Linked DNA regions of Mus musculus: region 1 is linked to region 2. The links are chromatin contacts, called in public Hi-C maps. All regions are on one chromosome and are shown on one strand. The core of a region is the stretch at or near the end of the contact, and the rest is flanking DNA. Distances in the headings are between cores, read along the strand shown.

What was found. Hi-C and Micro-C count contacts between places; a contact is called where the count stands out from the background.
Region 1: a contact with region 2 is called in a Hi-C map of Sertoli cells, with 2.1 times the contacts expected there. The contact joins two enhancer-like sites. A contact is called at or near these places in 4 of 484 Hi-C or Micro-C datasets (Sertoli cells, liver, nephron progenitors and 1 more) and 1 of 115 datasets of contacts at active chromatin or transcription factors (acute myeloid leukemia).

What each region holds. Positions count from the first base shown.
Region 1 is chr2:125,451,421-125,457,399 of GRCm38.p6, reverse strand. All of the region lies in intron 6 of Fbn1 (fibrillin 1), which reads left to right. Among named protein-coding and RNA genes, the nearest start is that of Fbn1, 52 kb to the left of the region's middle. Within about 2 kb of position 2,614, at least 7 of the 459 cell types and tissues checked have an H3K27ac peak or open chromatin away from gene starts, as enhancers often do. A contact at or near this core is called in Sertoli cells, where this site is marked.
Region 2 is chr2:125,351,214-125,357,657 of GRCm38.p6, reverse strand. It overlaps Fbn1 (fibrillin 1), which reads left to right. Exons shown (of 66, transcript NM_007993.2): 33 at 5,583-5,705; 34 at 5,854-5,976. Among named protein-coding and RNA genes, the nearest start is that of Dut, 110 kb to the right of the region's middle. Within about 2 kb of position 1,802, at least 60 of the 459 cell types and tissues checked have an H3K27ac peak or open chromatin away from gene starts, as enhancers often do. A contact at or near this core is called in Sertoli cells, where this site is marked.

The sequences.
Region 1 (5,979 bases), core at 1,365-3,864, 99 kb before region 2:
CTTCATTTAGAACCACATTCTTCCTGTCATGTTTCCACTTACCAAGTGGGACAAGTTCTCACAAAACCCATAGAAGACAGCTGGTTGAAGACATCCACAGCCCCATCGTGGGTCCCTCACTGTGGGCTCCTTGTGGCTTATGGGTTGTTTTTCTTTATCTTTTATGAATTAGAGGAATTAATAGGAAAATCATTTCCAGACTAACTTCCACCCCAAAGGAGCCCCTATTTCATTTTAATATTATATGACTATCATTTTAATGTTACTTAAAAAAATTCCTGTCTAGGAGATATCATTTTTCTTAACTGCTTTGCCATTCCCGGAATTCTTGGGAATATACTAAGGGCACAGGTTCTGGAGAGAAATCCTTCCATTTGCTGGCCATGGGGCCGTAGGCAACTAACTGCTTTCGTTTTACTTCTCTGATCTGTACAATGGATGTGATGAAGGCCTGTGCCTGGTGAAAGTGTTGAGAAGGTACAGTGGAAGCACTGAACCCAGGACTCAATCATGCATTGCTGGTGACTGGCGTCCTCACTCTTTGCCAGATGTAGCTTCTTCATAAATGATGTCATGAAAGTTACCATACCAATAAAATCAGACCTCTCCTTTAGAGGCTCTACTGTGATCACCAACACCCCCCCCCCCCGCATCCCCCACTCTCCATTTAGAAGTTTTCGGATCGATTCAGATGCAACCAGCTTTCCTCTCGAATATATTATCAGCCATATGCATTTCCTTAACACACGCCCAGCTATTGCATGCAGTTGTACCACAGACTGACACCACAGGAGGGCAACGTGCAAAAAATAATGAGGAAGCAGAGGTCGGCCACATCCTTGATAATATATAATGCCGATCGAGGCTGTGAGAAGCGCTCACTGTCCACCCTAGATAAAGTTTATGGAAGGTTTTACTACTTTTATGGACACATACAACCAAATGAAGTGTGAACCTGCCCCTTCACAAAAACCCAGCAGCAAGATAAAAGAGGTACTTTAGGGGTGTGTTTTTATTCCTTATTATTCTCATGGCTGTTATAAAATATCTGACACAAATGTTGGCTCGTGGTTTAAGAAAGGATACAGTCTGTCCTGGCAGAGACAGCATGGCAGGAGGGGTCGGAAGTGGCTAGTCACATGGTATCTACAGTCATGTAGCAGAGAGCTGCCTGGAAGCACTGCTACCCCCCCCCCCCCCAAGTCCCACCACAAGTGACTCACTTCCTCCAGAGAGGCTCCGACTCCTAAGGGTTCCACAACCCTCCTAAAACGTCCCACCAAAAACTGGGGACCAAGTTCACACAGGTGGAGATTACAGGAGAAGCTTCGCACTCAAACAACAGCTGTGTGACCCTCAGTAGTGTGGCATTCTAAAAATCAGTGAGACGGGTTAGATACTGATGGCTGGCAGAACGGTAGGAGCAGCTGCCCGAATTCATACTTAATTTTACAGTGGCTCTGATAACTTGAGTCTACAGACAGCATCGTCAGGTTGGAGTCAAAAAAGGCCTCCAGGTGTAGCACCACAAGCCACTCTTCTTTTATTTCAAAGCAATAAAAATGTTGGTTCTGGAAGACGCAAGCTTTGAAAACCAAAATATTGGAGTAGTTTAAACCTACAGCTTTCAAAGCATCTTTATTAGTGTTAAGGTCTATGAAGCTCAGCCTGAACAAGAAGGCATCTTAGCGCTGGAGAGATGACTCAGTGGTTAAGAGAGCACACGTCTCTTTTCAGAAGACCCCAGTTCTAGTACCAACATCCACGTCAGGCAGCGACTCACAGCCTCCAAGGGAGTCAGCACCTTTGGCCTCCCGAGAAACCTGCACTCACATGCATAGACCTCTCACATGCACACACCTACACATTTTCATACAATTACAAATATAAATAGATCATTTTAGGCATCCTAACCTGAAAGGAAATTGCTATAAGTGGAGAGGAGATATAAAGTTACTACTGTGTATTGGTGAGAGAGCGCATGTCTGAAGTAGCAGATGTAATACAATTGCCCCAGCTCCTAAACTGTGCTGGTATCATAGCACCTCTTCTGGACATACTGAGGAGCCTCATATAATAGATTTTTCTTCATTACATTAATAGACCAAGTCTCAGATTGATACATAAAATGCCCCCAATGAGCCCTGAAATACTGACTCTGTTAAGATGAGAGGGTTCTTTGTGGTTTTCTTTGAAGACAGAGGGATCTTGATAATTTTATCATGTACATTGCTTTCTTTCTCTAATTCCTGTGCTCATGCAGCTCTGAGCCCCTAGTTTTTCCCTGGAATCATCATTGAGTTGGAATCTGGGTGACCTAGAAACAAGGACACCATGAACGTGAATTGTTGAAACACTACGCATTATGAGACAATGCATGCTTTTGAGTGGATGTCTGCAGACTTATCCCCTGGGAACGCCTTTGGATGTCCTAATTGCAGTTCTGCCCTCCATAAATCAGTCGCTATTTGGACAAGTCATGGCCACCTCCTCAGTCACTAGATACATTTGTAATAGTTTCTGTCAGAAATAACAACAGCCACCTAGCAACATACTGTTTGGTCATGTCCTGTTTTAGAATGCCACGTATGGTTTTGTGGGCTTCAGAAGGGTAAGTTCTTACTGGGTCTAAAAGATATTGAAAACGAAACAGTAGATAGTGACATCACTGTGTACAAGAGTAGGCTGCATGGAGCAGTTTATATAAGAATGAAGTAGGGGCCGGGCCGTGGTGGTGCACACCTTTAATCCCAGCACTTGGGAGGCAGAGGCAGGCAGATTTCTTAGTTCAAGGCCAGCCTGGTCTACAGAGTGAGTTCCAGGGCAGCCAAAGCTCCACAGAGAAACCCTGTCTCGAAACAACCAAAAAAAAAAAAAAAAAAAAAAAGAATCAAGTAGGGGTTTGCTGGTTTGTTAGCATGGTTCTATTCCATGGGGGGGGGGGCAGGTGGTCACTCATCTTGTTCACCACCTTATAACCAATGTCTAGCATTCAGTAACTCAGTAAGCATTTATCACAATTCTTTTGAGTCACTTAAGAAATGATTGATCTACCCCCTGACCCCTGTAGGCAGGGTTGCTTTGGGTTTTAGGTTAGTATACAAAACAATGGCACTTCCATATATATGTTGAAAATCCTCTAACTTTTAAAACTATGAACAGTGTCAAACGCAACCAGTGAATTCTGTGAAAAGTGCTCTCTCCTATGCCATGAAGCCTAGACCTGTAGGATACACATAGACATCCCTAGCTCACTCCGCCTTGGGAGGCAGGATTATTTTATAGCCAGGAAAACTGGGGCTGGAGGGAACCCTAGTAGCCAACACCAAAGTGGGGGCCTAAAAATGAGGTCCATGGCTTCCACAACAGCTCAGGTGTCATGTGGATGTGCCCCCAACCTGTGGCACCCATGGCTGCCACTCTCAATCATTGGCTATTTTTGTTTATGTTTTTTGGTTTTTTGTTTTGTTGTTGTTGTTGTTGTTGTTTTGTTTTTGAGACAGGGTTTCTCTGTGGAGCCCTGGCTGTCCTGGAACTCACTCTGTAGACCAGGCTGGCCCCGAACTCAGAACTCTGCCTGTCTCTGCCTCCCAAGTGCTGGGATTAAAGGCTTGCGCCACCACTGCCCGGCTCATTGGCTATTTTTAATGGACCCTCTGATATTAAGCGTCTTTATTTCTTCCTCTCGGTCCATACACCTCTTTAATTTTGGATTGACATTTTGTAATTTCTGTCCTGTGTCCCTTAGTCTTTTGATCAGTCTTTTTAAGATCTCAATTTTATATGACCAAGAAAATCTTTTGGATTGAGTTTATTGGGAGAGATTGTCTTTAATTATAAAACGCTATTGTATGATTGGCAGTCTTTGGCTGAGGCTGTGATGAATAAAATTTTTATTGAAATATGAGGGGTTTGAGGCCTCATGGAAATTGAGCTTTGGCTTAAATAGGAAGAGAAGAGGTCCCGAAGGAGCTTGAAATCTCTCTCTCTCTCTTTGTGTGTGTGTGTTTTCAGGAGCTGGGTCTCTCCTTCACTATGTGGGTTCTCGGATGTCAGGTCATCAGGCATGACAGCTAATGCTTCCACCGCCGAGCCTTTTCTCTGGCCTCTTTTGAGGGTCGGTCATGGAAGCTAGGAGCCAGGGAAAGGTTGAGAATCAGTTGTCTCTTGGGATCAGTCTGGCTTGTTTCTCAGGAGGCATGGAGTTCTCTTTATCATGCAAACAACTGGGAATTTGAAGTAGAAAGTCTCTGTGGGAACAAGCTTTGGGACTGCCATGTCACAGAACTAGAGAATGCCTTTAATCTAAAAGACATTCAATGAGTGCTGAAAGCACTCATCTGTCCTGTCCCCACCTGTGGCTCAAAGTGGAGAACGTGAGTGGCCACATGGCTGTGGAGATGTTCAGTGATTAGCTTCCTCAGTTACCAAGGTAACAGCACAAAATCACAGCAAGCGTTTGGCCTGCCGTACGGAGCATAACTTTCCAGTCACTGTGCATGATTATGACGTTGCCTTAGTTTAATTCCATATAACAGAATAGTCAGTGTAGCTAATCTGTGGCTGCAAAGAGGGGGGTTAAGAATGACAGGCATTCAGTGTGTTCCTTTGGGTAGCCTAAAGTGACATGGATTAATATGCTGCCAGTGTTCTTCCCCTGAGAAATATTTGGTCACAAGAAGATCTGGCTTTAAGAAGAAACTCAAATTCGGGTGTGTGGCTTTTGGCACAGTCTTGACTCACTGGAATGGCCTAATGTATATCTGGTTTCTTTTTTCCCATGCTTTATTTGGGGTGTCCACCAAGACACACTTCCTGCCTGTGGGGTTATCTACATCCATAGCCTGAGTCTTGGTTTGCAAAGTCACACAGAGGAAGCAGCATACAGAAGACACAGGGCAGTGTAGAGACTGGACAGAAACACTTTGAAACTGGATGCAGGATTACATACAGCAAGTTTCCTAGGTCAGTGGAAACTGGGGTGTTTGACTGAAGGCCAACAGTTAGCAATTGTGTTCTGTTTCTGAGACTAGAAGTGGCAAACATTTGTCAGATTCCCTCAGTCATCCCATGAAATGCAAATGTTGCAACTGTCAGATTGTCAGAAACCTAAAGACTCCATATGTTCTCTTTGCTGTGATGTATACATAGGCTGTATGGCCTTTGATAGTGTCACAGTGTAGGAAGGTACCTGAGGAACAACTGGAAAATTGGAGTAAAAAGAAAAAGGAAAGAAAACTAAGATGTTTGATGAGAAATAAAAAGACGTGTATGGAAATGCTGTTGTTGCCTCAGTAACTGCCGAAAAAGAAGAATGGATCAAACTTTGACATTCTCCATAGAGTGACCCACACTCTGGTTTTGTCTTTATGCTGTAAAAGTGAAGTATTGAATGCATTACAGGAAGCTTTTTAAGGCAACATAAGTGGTTAGTATGGAATTCTAGCTTACAGCAAGAATTCTCACCCGAAGCGTTGCAAAGGCAGGTCCACAGCTGCCCGGGAACAATGGAGACACTGTTTCTTTCTCTATCACTATTTTATCCTTTAAATGGTTGTCTGGATTCTTTTCCTCTGTTATCTTTCAAAAATTCACTCCTTTTAGGATAATAGTTGACTTTATACAGAGCATTCTAGTTTTAGAAGTTATTTTTAAAACGCTCCTTTTTAATTTCATAAAATTAATATCAATGATTACTCTATTAGATCAGACGGTTACAGAAAACTTATCTTCCCTAACAGACTGAGAATAATTGAAGGATGGGCTTAGTAACTAACATTTAAGAAGTCCCCGCTGAAGCTTGACTCAGGCCAAGGAGCCTGAGGGAGCTCAAGCTTGAATTTGCTTTTCCCCCTGGGAGACTGTGAAGGGCTGAGGAGTACTCTTGCTTCTTTCTCAGATCAGTGTAGGTTGAGGTGAGACGTATGGACCAATGAAAGAACTCCAGACTGAAGCAAAAGCTTCTTAGAAGAATTCCCA
Region 2 (6,444 bases), core at 553-3,052:
ATGCTGAGGTACAAATGACTCTCAGGTTCAACACTTATCATCAGCTTCCAGTGTCAGTATAAGGCTTGCTAAGGGATGGTGGTCTGGCCTCGTGAAGAGGAGGGTAGACTAACTCTGCTGCATTGTAATGAATAAAATAAAACAAAACAACAAAGCTCACTGAAGTTCAGAGGGCTGTGATGATCATGAAGAGACAGAGTCTCTGGGAGAGTCTTCATTGGCTGGAGGCAGAGTCTGTAGAGCTCCACTTTCCAAAGTCCATTTAACTGGTGAACATGCAGCTGGTTATTTTAGGTCTTTCACCATGACGACAGGTTATGTCTATGCTATTGTTGTGTCATTACAGGTAGATATGATAGATATGATGTACAGGAGCTTACTGCTATTTCAGATAACATGCCTAGAGGCAACGTGAAGTCTACTGAGACCTCAATATAACTGTTTGCCACACATGCGTGGAAATCCATCTTTAAAGGGAAATTTTTTATAATTGAATCTGCAGAGATGCAAAGACTGGGGGGACAGGACATACTCATTGTGGGCTGGCTGAGTCAGTGCCAATGTGACAGCACAGAAGTCACCTATTAGTAAGCCCAATGAACAGAAGTATACCCAGAGAAACTCTGTTTTGTTTTGTTTTGTTTTGTTTTGTTTTTGTTTTGTTTTGTTTTGTTTTCAGAAGGGCCAATACCTTCCTATTTTTTTCAACTGCAGTTTAAAATTACTTTTCAGTTTGACAATATCCAGCCAGCACTGTAGGAAGATGCCCCACATTTTGTGAGCAATATCACAGTAGAATAGTTTATGATATTCATGTCTGGAAGAGAAGACTCCTCGATTGTGTTCTGGGTTCTCCCACTGGTCTGTGATCATAAACAAATCAGAGTCATCTGACTTTAACCAGACAACCCCCTTGGGCAAAGAACTCTGCAGTAACCTATGGGAGGAGGGGCTGCATTAGGGTGAGAAGAAAAGATCCCCTGGGAATAACCCTGTTAGTAGCAGCCAAAGGTATCACACTGGACCGGAAATGACTTACACAGACAGGAACTGGCAAGCCTCACACACTTGAAAACACATTTTTAAAAATCAGCCAAAATGTCTTTTTATTTCATGTAACTAGGTCTCTTTCAGACTGGTTTCAAGTCAGTATTACTCATAGCTTCGAGCACCGTCAGGTCACCTTGGTGATGGTCCCGTTAAGGAGGAGTGTTTATAATGTCCCAGACAACTAGTGTAAACTGAGATACTTATCTTGCCTAAGTGGATAAGCAAGACACACTACAAGTAACAGCAAAAAGAAATGTCGCAACTGTGTCATAGCACACACACTCTCACACACACACTCATACACTCACACGCACACACACTCACACATGCTCACACACACATCACATACATGCACACACACCACATACACACACATGCTCACACATGTACGCACACACTTACACATGCATATACATACCACATACACACACACACATACATGTACACACCCGCATGCACACACACCACATACATGCACACCCTGCTTATTTGGATAGATTTTTAAATGAGTACCCTGGGAAGCAATTATTAAGAACACATATGCTGTTTCCTAAGGAGGGACTTTGTTTCATGAGAACTAAAATCACCCTCTGGGCTCTATTACAGCTCTGTCTAAATATTTCAGCTCCCTTGTCATTACTGATTGTTTCCATTTTAACAAATAAACATGTTTTCTTCTCCCAATCACATCAGCAGCGTTAAGAATCCACCCACTGACTCGCATTCCCAGCCCACACAGATGCTAAGCATTTCATTTTTTTTTTCTTGTTAAGCTTTGTCCAAACTGTGGATACTGCTGAAGGGAATGTCTGATTTAATGGAGAGAGAATGTGTGTTTGCTTGGAACCTAGGACGCGGATCCTCTGTCTTTGGCTTAAGTGGGTGGGGTCACAGCTTTCCTGTGACCTCTGCTGCTCATTCTAAGTAACTGTAATGGGAAGAAGATAAAGTCATTGCCGGGTGCCACCCAAGTGGGTCTTCACTTTCACAAGCTAATTTTTAGAACCTACCTGGCATCACATGATCACATAACCAGTGGATAAAAATCAGAATTGTTGAAAAAAGCAAGATTTCCTTTCACATGAGAACTGTTTCTGGCTGGTCTCAGAGTCCTACTATTCCATGCCGCAGCCGGGCAGTTCCTCCTGCTTTTCTTATCACCACTAATTTTCCTGCTCTGGCTGTCAGCCTGTGGAAACTCCATGGGTGTTCTCTTCGGTTAATAGTCTTGGCTCAAATTTTGACCTAAATTAAGAAATCCAAGTAGCACTTGCATTTAAGCTGTCATGCCCTCTTCCTCAGCCCCTAATTCTAGAGATTGCTTATGTGCCAGCACACGGGCTCAGGATCCATGGGGCGGATGCTATCTAGGGGCAGAAAGACAGGCGTTTGTAGGTGGCAAGCTCTCTCTCTGTATGGTGGCTGTGGAGGCTACAGAAGTTCAATATGCATCTCGGACCTGTGTGGCAGATTTGTGCGCGTAGGCGAAGTCCTGCCACGGAGTCTGCTTGCCGCTCACCCTGACCCTTCAGGGGGGCCATGTCCAGAGGACCTGTGTGAGCCTTTGTGACAGAGGACCTGTGGGGTTAAGAAGGTTGCAGTGTCAGCCTGAATTTGAATTTCTTTGCTTTGCTTGGCTTCCACTTATTCTGAAAAATGAATTTTCTGTCTGGAGCAAACTTGTGGAGAAAAGGGAACATTTGTACAGAAAGAGACGTTCTTGGCAGACCTGTGCTGTTTCCCTCATGCTATTGAAGAGCGTTTCAGTGCTGTGCTTTTGTTTGCTTGTTTTCCTTATGGCTCAGTTTCCCCTCCACGTGCCCAAGTCTGCCATGGAAACAGTTAATTAGCAAGAGTTGTATGCCTGAGTCTGTGTGTGTGTGTGTGTGTGTGTGTGTGTGTGTGTGTGTGTGTGTGTGCGTGCACACGCATACGTGCATCCATACTCACGCTGACGCTGTTAACTCCGAAATGTGTTTGCACTGTATCACCCGCTCTCTTTCTCACCTGCGTCTTACTCACTGAAAACAGAAGCTAGCTAATATGCTCCATTGTATTGACAACGTGAGACTTGACTATGACCCTTGAATCACTGTTCTCAGGTCTCCCAAAGCTCACAACACACACCCTCTTGCAACTAGAATTTCTTTCACCTTGAAAACAGGGCAAAATTTAAAATATTTTCTTGGATTTTAATTTTATATTAAATCTTAGTAATAGTGACTAAAGGAGATTCCTCTATCAAAAGAAGTACTCATCTTAAATGCAAGATTAAGGGAAAAGGTAAAGGCATATGAAAATAGTGGTATCTTTGACCACTAGACAACTAGACAAAGGAGAAAAAAAGGAGATAATTAGGGGTTGAATATGGTCCAAGGACATGATATACATGTATGAAACTATAACCAGATCCATTTTATACAGTGAATATATGCTAATAAAGAGAAGACTGGAGAGGATTATATTGCAGATTAACTGTGAAATTATACTTAGTAAAAGAGATTTATGGATGTTTATCTGAGTCGCATCAACATTTAAGTCTTTAAAAGAAAGTTTAAAATAAAACTGAAATTACTAAACTAAGGATCTTAGTTACACATCCCTGTCCCAAGGGAAGTGTCTGTCGCCAGAGAAACCAAGTCCAGGCTAACCCTAGCTTTGCCTTTTACTGGCTGTGGGGTCTAATCTCTGCCTTCTCTGAACATTTAAAAATCCCAAGACAGAATTCTAGTCCTTTCTACTTAAAGTCTGTCTTAGTTCTATATCCATTACTTTTCTTTTTTCTTTTTGTTTTTTGTTTTGTTTTGTTTTGTTTTGGGGTTTTTTGTTTTGTTTTTTGAGACAGGGTTTCTCTGTGTAGCCCTAGCTGTCCTGGAACTCACTTTGTAGACCAGGCTGGCCTCGAACTCAGAAATCCGCCTGCCTCTGCCTCCCAAGTGCTGGGATTAAAGGCGTGCGCCACCACTGCCGGGCTTCCATTACTTTTCTTGTGGGGATGGAACACCCAATAGAAACAACTGAGGAGGAAGAGGATTTATTTTGACTTGTGACTTCAAGGGACATTCTGTCATAATGGGGAGGGACGACAGCTGAGCAGCCATACCTGTGGTGGTGGTTTGCAGGATGGCAGGTCTTCATTGACCAGGAAGCAGGTGTCATCCTCAAGCCTGGCTTGAGTGCTCACATCTGCTGCCTATGCCATGGTACCAAAGCCTTTTGACCTTCCCAAACAACACCACAGCCGGGGAGCCAGGGCTGCACACAGGAGCCCGTGTGGGGCACTTCACACTCAGGCCCTAGCCATTCTGGAGTATCTGGAGCAGCTCCTTCATTCCACCAACAATTATTTGCCAAATATTATGACAAATAAAAGAAGGAAATTAAAACAGAACTCCACAAAAGTTATGATTAGTGTATTACCTTCTGCGGTGTGGGACTACCATGCCTGTGGACATCTCTGTTGGTGCTATGGAGTCTTAGACAAGCCTAGAGAGGCTTGCTTTTATAAACACCTATGTGACATTAAGCTCAATTATCCCTACACTGGCCTTCTTTATTTCTGGGGATGTGATGGACTCTCTTGTCCAGTTACTTAAGGCTCCCAGTCATGAGTTCAAAGCTACGAGTCTATGTTGGTCTGCCCTATGACCTCTGTCAGTTCATGTAACTGTTGAGACCACATTAAAATTTACCTAAACAACTTGCTGTGATCATTAAAAATAATTCTTTCCTATGTGTTTTCATGTCATGATTATCAGTGACATCACAAAAGAATGTCACAAAACCTGTCATCATTGTATTTTGTTCTTGTTCCTAAGAATGGAGAATTTTGAAATTGCTTTTGATCTTTTACTAACTTGACCTAATCTTGAGTTTCTTAATTCTGATGAGAGTTCTCTCTAGGTTGACTTGAGTTTTACATGAAATATTCAAGACTACAGTATGCTGCGGACTCTTAGGAGGCCAGAGAGGAGTGACTGCTGTAGTGCCTTAAGCAACATATTCTGCGTGTGTTTGAGATGATAATACCTAAAATAAGAATCTTCTAAAAGTAAAACATAATGAAACAGAAATAATTTAAATTTAAGAATAAAAATACCTTATATCATTCCAAAGTTTTCTGATATGTCAACACATTTATTTGCATATGAAGATGTGATAAATGCATATTACCTATAAAGTTGTCTAAATAAATATATTACCAATAAAACATAACCATGAAGGGTTTTGGGTGACTCACTTTGTCAGGTGGAGAGGGGGTCACTCTTCTGAGATGTGGCTGGGTGCTCACATTAGACTTACAGAGGAGGATAGGCACAACCAACCACAAATGCAATGACCATGTCATTCTGCCTTTGGAAATTAAAAGGCAAAACTGTTCAGTAGGGAGCTTAGCATCTGTGTGGATACTAAGTTTTCTGTTACGCCATAGTGAGGATGAGTATTTGAATATTTCTAGGTCATTAAAAAGTCCCCCCCTCCCCTAAAGCTTTTGTGCCAAACATTTTCCTAAAGCACTGGTTACTTTTCAGATATCAATGAATGTGAGATCGGAGCACACAACTGTGGCAGACATGCTGTATGCACAAATACAGCCGGGAGCTTCAAGTGCAGCTGCAGTCCCGGCTGGATTGGAGACGGCATTAAGTGCACAGGTAAACTGGAAAAATAGCACAAGTTTTATTCATGAGCTACATGGATCAGAAACACGAAAGTATTCATTTTAGAAAGTAAAATATAATTTTTACGTTACTCAATGTAAATATCATGATGTTGATAATGATTTAAACTTTGTTCTTTAAGATCTGGATGAATGCTCTAATGGAACCCACATGTGCAGCCAACACGCGGACTGCAAGAACACCATGGGGTCATATCGCTGTCTCTGTAAGGATGGCTATACAGGGGATGGCTTCACCTGTACAGGTAGGCTTACTTTGGAAACAGCCATGTAACTCTTGTTGGAAAAGCACACTAACCCATATCAGACCAACAATTCTTCTTGAAGACTGGGGCATGCCGGTCAAGTAACAGAAAATATTACTTATCTGAATTTAGATTCCCGTGGAATCTAAAACCTTGGAGGCAAGTCACCAAGGAGAGAGACCTCAAAAGCCAACACACACACACACACACACACACACACACACACACACACATATATATATATTTATATATACATGTACATACATACATCTACTCATATACATTTGTATGCACATATGTCAATTCATATAATGGCATCACTATTCTAAAGCAGGTCATGTCACCTTTTATATGTGTTCTCCTTTGTGTATCCATACCTGTTTCTCACTGCTGCCTTGCCATCCCTAACCAACCCAAGGATAAGCTTGCTCTAGGAAGATACATAAGGCCAGCAATGTGGTGTTCTGT